Linked DNA regions of Mus musculus: region 2 is linked to region 1. Evidence: chromatin contacts called from public Hi-C data. All regions are on one chromosome and are shown on one strand. The core of a region is the stretch at or near the end of the contact, and the rest is flanking DNA. Distances in the headings are between cores, read along the strand shown.

The links. Hi-C and Micro-C count contacts between places; a contact is called where the count stands out from the background.
Region 2: a Hi-C map of epidermal suprabasal cells shows a contact between it and region 1, with 2.3 times the contacts expected there. The contact joins two enhancer-like sites. A contact is called at or near these places in 1 of 39 promoter capture datasets (the 3T3-L1 cell line), 4 of 484 Hi-C or Micro-C datasets (the 3T3-L1 cell line, bone marrow-derived macrophages, epidermal suprabasal cells and 1 more) and 1 of 115 datasets of contacts at active chromatin or transcription factors (the SCID.adh cell line).

What each region holds. Positions count from the first base shown.
Region 1 is chr12:52,748,857-52,751,685 of GRCm38.p6, forward strand. All of the region lies in intron 1 of Akap6 (A kinase (PRKA) anchor protein 6), which reads left to right. Among named protein-coding and RNA genes, the nearest start is that of Gm51971, 48 kb to the right of the region's middle. Within about 2 kb of position 1,400, at least 33 of the 459 cell types and tissues checked have an H3K27ac peak or open chromatin away from gene starts, as enhancers often do. A contact at or near this core is called in epidermal suprabasal cells, where this site is marked.
Region 2 is chr12:52,817,356-52,820,189 of GRCm38.p6, forward strand. The region is part of intron 2 of Akap6 (A kinase (PRKA) anchor protein 6); the gene reads left to right. It overlaps Gm51971 (a long non-coding RNA gene), which reads left to right. Exons shown (of 2, transcript XR_003950181.1): 1 at 1-1,236. Among named protein-coding and RNA genes, the nearest start is that of Gm51971, 20 kb to the left of the region's middle. Within about 2 kb of position 1,461, at least 106 of the 459 cell types and tissues checked have an H3K27ac peak or open chromatin away from gene starts, as enhancers often do. A contact at or near this core is called in epidermal suprabasal cells, where this site is marked.

The sequences.
Region 1 (2,829 bases), core at 150-2,649:
GAAATCCAGTACTGGTGGTATTATGATGGAGTTAAGTTACAAGACGTTAAACTTATAGAAGTTTAACAAGAAATGTTTGAAAACAGATTACTGTGTACAATTCTGCTCGTCAATTCAATCGATGCTCCTAACCCTGACCGGCGCTCCTGGGGATGGGAGGTATGCAAGCTTTGCCTTTTCTGACTGACTCCCTTAGGCCTCACATTGTCAGAGCGTCTTCAAGGACGGAATATGATTCTAGTTCAAACATGGCTCCAATACAAGCTAACCTTTTCGTATGACCTAACCCAAGGAGGAGTCATTGTCTGCCCCAACACAATGGGAAAAGGATATTATTGAGAGACTAGGTATTAGCCTCTAACATGGTATGTTCCTACTGTGTTTTGAGAATGACGTCCAGCATGAGAGTGTTAGCATCCCTGCTGCCTTGGGTGACCTGCGGTTTCTCACTCCCCAGTGGATTGTCATTCCACACATTCTCCACCAAACAAGCTGCTCTTTTCTTCTTCTTCTTCTTCTTCTTCTTCTTCTTCTTCTTCTTCTTCTTCTTCTTCTTCTTCTTCTTCTTCTTCTTCTTCTTCTTCTTCTTCTTCTTCTTCTCCTCCTCCTCCTCCTCCTCCTCCTCCTCCTCCTCCTCCCTTTTCTTCTTCTTCTTCTCTCTTTTTTTTTTTTTTTTGGCCTGTCACCAGAAATGGGCTGGTGATTCCTGATTAGAAAACAGCCTCTAGCAATGTGCTCAGTGCTAGAATTCAGAGAACTGTCCAGTGTTTAATACCTCCTAACTGAAAACTTAGGTTTGGGGCAGTGGCAGGAAGGAACAAAATCCACTAATTTAAGAAAGCAGGTTATAGGCCCAAGACTGTGCTCTTTTCCTGGTAGAATAGCAGGGAAAGGGCCTGATTTCTCTACCAGGCTAATTTACCAGAGGGATAGGTGAATTCTCCAGGGTAAGGCTCTGGGTTTTGTGTTGTCCTTGTTTGCAAAGGATTGGGAATTAAAAAAAAAATCTCTCTGTATATTTTTATGGGAGAGTAGAGAGTGAAATCTAGAAGTCATGAGTTTCTTGTTCATGGTTTGCTACTACAGTTTAACTACAGGAGGGGAGGAGCAAGGGGTAGCCTATATTAGCTGCTCAGGGGTCAACATCAGAAGGTTTTGGTAATCAATGTGACATTGGACTTCCACTGAGTTTTAAGGGTGTGAAATGATTCATTTACGTTGAAAAATATGTGGTAAAGAATTTGGGTTTCCTGGCCTCGGGCCGCATTCCTTGTGCTATTACAGTGTCTCTGATGAACTGGTTCATCGGAACTGGTTCGGCATGTTCTGTGGTAGGGCAGCCCTGCCTCTCAGCGAGCTTCCCGAAGCAAGGAGAACAAAGAACACTTATTGTTGCTGGCTCTGATCTCAGGGAGAGTGACTGCCGCCACCGACAAAGTGCCCGGAGCCTAAGCTCTGCAGACACCCAGCTTGCATGTGTGGGAATGGGGAGGGATTCGGATGAGCAAGTTAGGATGGAGGAAGACATGTGGGGGAAGCTTACGGTGAAACCTGCAATTGTAAAAATTGATCTCATTGATGGTAATGATGACCTATAAAATTAGTGGGAGTTTTATGAGTATCCTAGCCCTTGATCTGATTGGCACCAGGGACAACAGGCAGTGGATTTGACATGGCAGTAGTTGTAGCCATCGGTCCCCACAAGTGCTGCTCTGGTCTTGCTTTGAGCTCACTTGTATCAAGACACTCCGGAGGTCTTCACCACACCCCGCAAAGAAACTTGGGCCTAAGAAAGCATTTTTCTCTGTGTGTAACAATAGCAGCAGCCATTATTTAGATTGAAAACACTTATTGAAAGGGAGAGGTATGGCTTCCCTAATAATATTAAAGGAAGAACCTCTAACTCTGGAAGATTAAAGAGAAAGAGGAACCACAGTTATTTGCACACCAATTCTGACTCAAGCTGTGAAGCCAGAATTCAACCAAAGGTCTTAAAAAGAGAGAGACCTTCTCCTCTTCCTTTTAACCACATTGATCAGAATGGCAGGTCTACTTCATGAAGATGATCATTTTTTTTTGCTTAAAATTTGCAAATCCTAAAAAATGACTTAACTTAATTGAAACACAAGAAACATCCATGTTTACGGTCCATGTTGTTAGCAGTGACCAGGGCTGGGGTAAACATTTCCAGATTCTTGGCCACTTGTTCAAAGAATTAAAATAAGGGTTCACATAGATTTAAAGGTAGCAAGGAAAAATATCAAGAGCCCAAGGAAATTAGAGGCAAGAAATACATGGTCAAGAGTGACATTAGGCCACATGGTGGGTGAGTGGGTGGGCAGGCAGCATGGGGAGTGAGGATGCTCAAAGGCTCCAGATATTTGGGGTTCTCTTTCATGGGTTTCAAGAGGAGGAGTTCGGTTGCTCTGATGAATAGTTTTGTCAACTTGACATAAACCAGAGTCACTTGGGAAGAGGGAACCTCAACTGAAGAGTTGCCTTTATTAGATTAGCCTGTCTGTGGGGCATTTTCTTGATTAGTTATTGGTTGGGATTGGTGCCGCTGCTGGGCAGGTGGTCCTGGGTTGTGTGTGAAATCAAACTGAGCAAGTCATGGAGCAATGGGGCAAACCAGGTTCTACCACTGTCTTTGCTCCAGTTCCTTACTCCAGGTTCATGCCCTAGCTTCCCTCTATTGACTGTAGTCTTCCAGCAAAATTAAGCACTGTCCTCTCCAAGTTGGTTTTGGTTCACGTTTTATCCACAGCAACAGAGAAATGAACCAAGACAGTTGCAAAGGAGCATGGTGTGGCACTCCTCTGTTTTGAC
Region 2 (2,834 bases), core at 211-2,710, 69 kb after region 1:
CTTTCTTGTCTTGGTTTGTTTTATTTTAGTAGGAATGATATAGTTTAAGGTAGGGAGATCGCACAGCAGGTAAGAGAGCTTAGCTATACAAGTATTGAGGACTAAGTTCAGATTGCCAGAACCGTGTAAAAAGCTAACTATGCTCACACATGAACACCTGTCACCTCAGAGTCTATATGGCTGTCGGGTGTCATTAGGGCTTGCTGGCCCAGCCTAGCTCCAGGTCCATTGGGAGACCCCGCCTCGAGGGAATAAGGCAGAACATCACAGAGCAGAGCACCAGATATCCGTCCCTGGTTGTGCTCATGTAACTTCGCATGCACATGAGCATACACACACACACACACACACACACACACACACACACACACTCAAAATGGAATGATAAACTTGGACCAATGTAGTCAACTGGGCTGATAAAGCTCCTTGTGATGTGTTTGGGGAGGGTGTGAAGGCATGCGTGTGTGCACACGCCTGCATGGGCTTGTGGGAGGCTAATCTCAGGTGTCCTTACTCAGTTGCTGCACACCTTCAGACAGGTCTTTCCATTGGCTTCAGTCAGTACAGCCTCCTCAATTCTGGGATCACTAGCATGTACTGCCACACCCGCCACACCCGTGATTTTCTGTAGGCTCTGGGGATCGAACTCAAGACCTCCCGCTTCCAAGGCAAATGTTATACTGACTGAGCCATCTCTCCAGCTTATTTTTCCCTTCCTTTTCCTCTTGCCTCTTTCTTTTCCTTCCTTCCCTCACCCCTCTATACCATCCTGCCCCCTTTCTTACTTTTTCCCTAGATACTGAGGTTTGAATTTGGAGCCTTGTTCATGCCAGACAAGCGCTGAATTAACTGAGCGATGTGCCCAGCACCAGGAAGCTTCTCTGATTCCGGAATCTCTAATGAAGTATTACTATGTTTCATTTCTAATAACCCAAGCTGAGAAAACCACAAATGAAAAAAAAGAGAGAGCTTGATTATTATCTTTTTTCTCAGCTGTCTAACAATCTGGCAATGAAAACCTCATTTGACGGAGAAAGGCTTCCTATCTGCAAACAGATCAGACTTGGGAAACACTGCAACAGACAACCCAGCCCCCACCCCATGCTTTGTGTAGGTCAAAAATTACGTTAACTGTTAGCTGGTTTGCACGATTCTCAAGACTCTCTTTTAGGCTGGCTGCTACATGAGAAAATACGGTGTGTTGTTGAGTTCTCCATTTTGATATACTCAAAGCTGGTAAGTAGAAAACACAAGCTTCCTACTTCCCACAAATCCATTCTGGGAGCTGAATAATTTATTACCCTCTCAGGAAAAAGGACCCTGCTGTCAGGGTTCCAGCTTCTACTTTCTGCTCCCTCCCATGATCCTCCTCTCTTCTTCATCTCCTGGGGAGCTGCAACAGAGGACGCTGCTTTCTTGGCATGCTCTTGTTTATTTGTGGGCGTGTGGACTGGTATCTAGGAAACTTTCCAAGGAGCACAGTCATGCACGGTATGGAAACCACATGCATACACCACACCCTGCTCCCCGCACAGCAGCGTCTCTGGAGAAGTTTCTGTTGACTAAATCTCTTCTGTATCTCCTGGCTGTCCTCTAGATGTGGTCCCGATTGCTTTTTGTTGTTCGTGGTGTTTGTGTTGATTTTTACATACTTTTCTGTTTATAAAGTAACACGTGAAATATCTATGTCTATCTCACCATCCTGTCCAGTAGGGTAGCGTCTGGTCACATGCGATTATTTAAATTTAAATTAATTAAAATGAACTTAAACTAACAAAAACTCAGTTACATGCTCAAACACAGTAAGGGTAGAGCGTGTCGGACTGGACTGGAAAGCCCAGAGAACGGCTTCTGCCCAGGGGAGGAGCCACACTGTAGAGCAGGCTAACTTACCTTCTCTCCATAGTTCTACTGTATCATACAGGGTCCTTTGCTCTTACTATAAGTGCTCCATTGTGTTCTACTGCTTGGATGGTCCTTAATTCACTTATCTACGGATAAATATATAGATTGCTTCTATTTTCCCTGTTTTGAAAACAATTTGACTCTTTTTTTTGCATATTTGCCTTCGTATACTTATCTAAATGTTGAAAATTGGAATTGGTCTACATTGTCCAATTTTGGTTCATATTTCCAAGCTACCCTTTAGCAACTGTATCAAATGACTGTAATTCCTTTGGCCTGCTGTGAGTCACTGAACTTTGCCATTTAAACTAGAGCCATTAGAATACTTACCCTGTCCCTTACTGGGTAATCACGAGATACAAGTAATATAAACATACTAATACTTTAAAAATAAAACATCAAGGCCATGTATGGTATTTATATTAATTTGTATGATAGTTGTAAGGACAGGGGTGGGAACCACGAATATGTTGTTATCTAGTTTAACACAAAAGAAAGAATAGTTGTGGAGATCGGGGTAAGATTGCGGCCCAGGAGATTTCCTTATGGGGTAGAGCCTGTGGCTCCAGAATCATTGTGATTGTAGGCATAGGCATTTGCTAATAGGAAGGCAGAACTCTCCAAGGACACTGAGAGAAGTGAGGTGACTTTGGTTTTGGTGTTAGAATGGAGAGAATGAGATGACAGACCATCCAACTATTCTGTTCTTTCTATACACAACACAAGACTCCAGAGACATGAAATGAACTAGTGGGGCTCATTCCTAGCAGGTGGTGGAACCCAATACCCCGACTTCTTACTGTCTAGTCGGGGTCTCCTTTAGGGTCCCCCTCCCACCACCCCACCCCCATTTTGAAGGGTACAGTCAGGAGATGATTTTACTGTCTTGAACGTGAAAGTCATGCTGGTGTTGGGTAACTGACATTTAC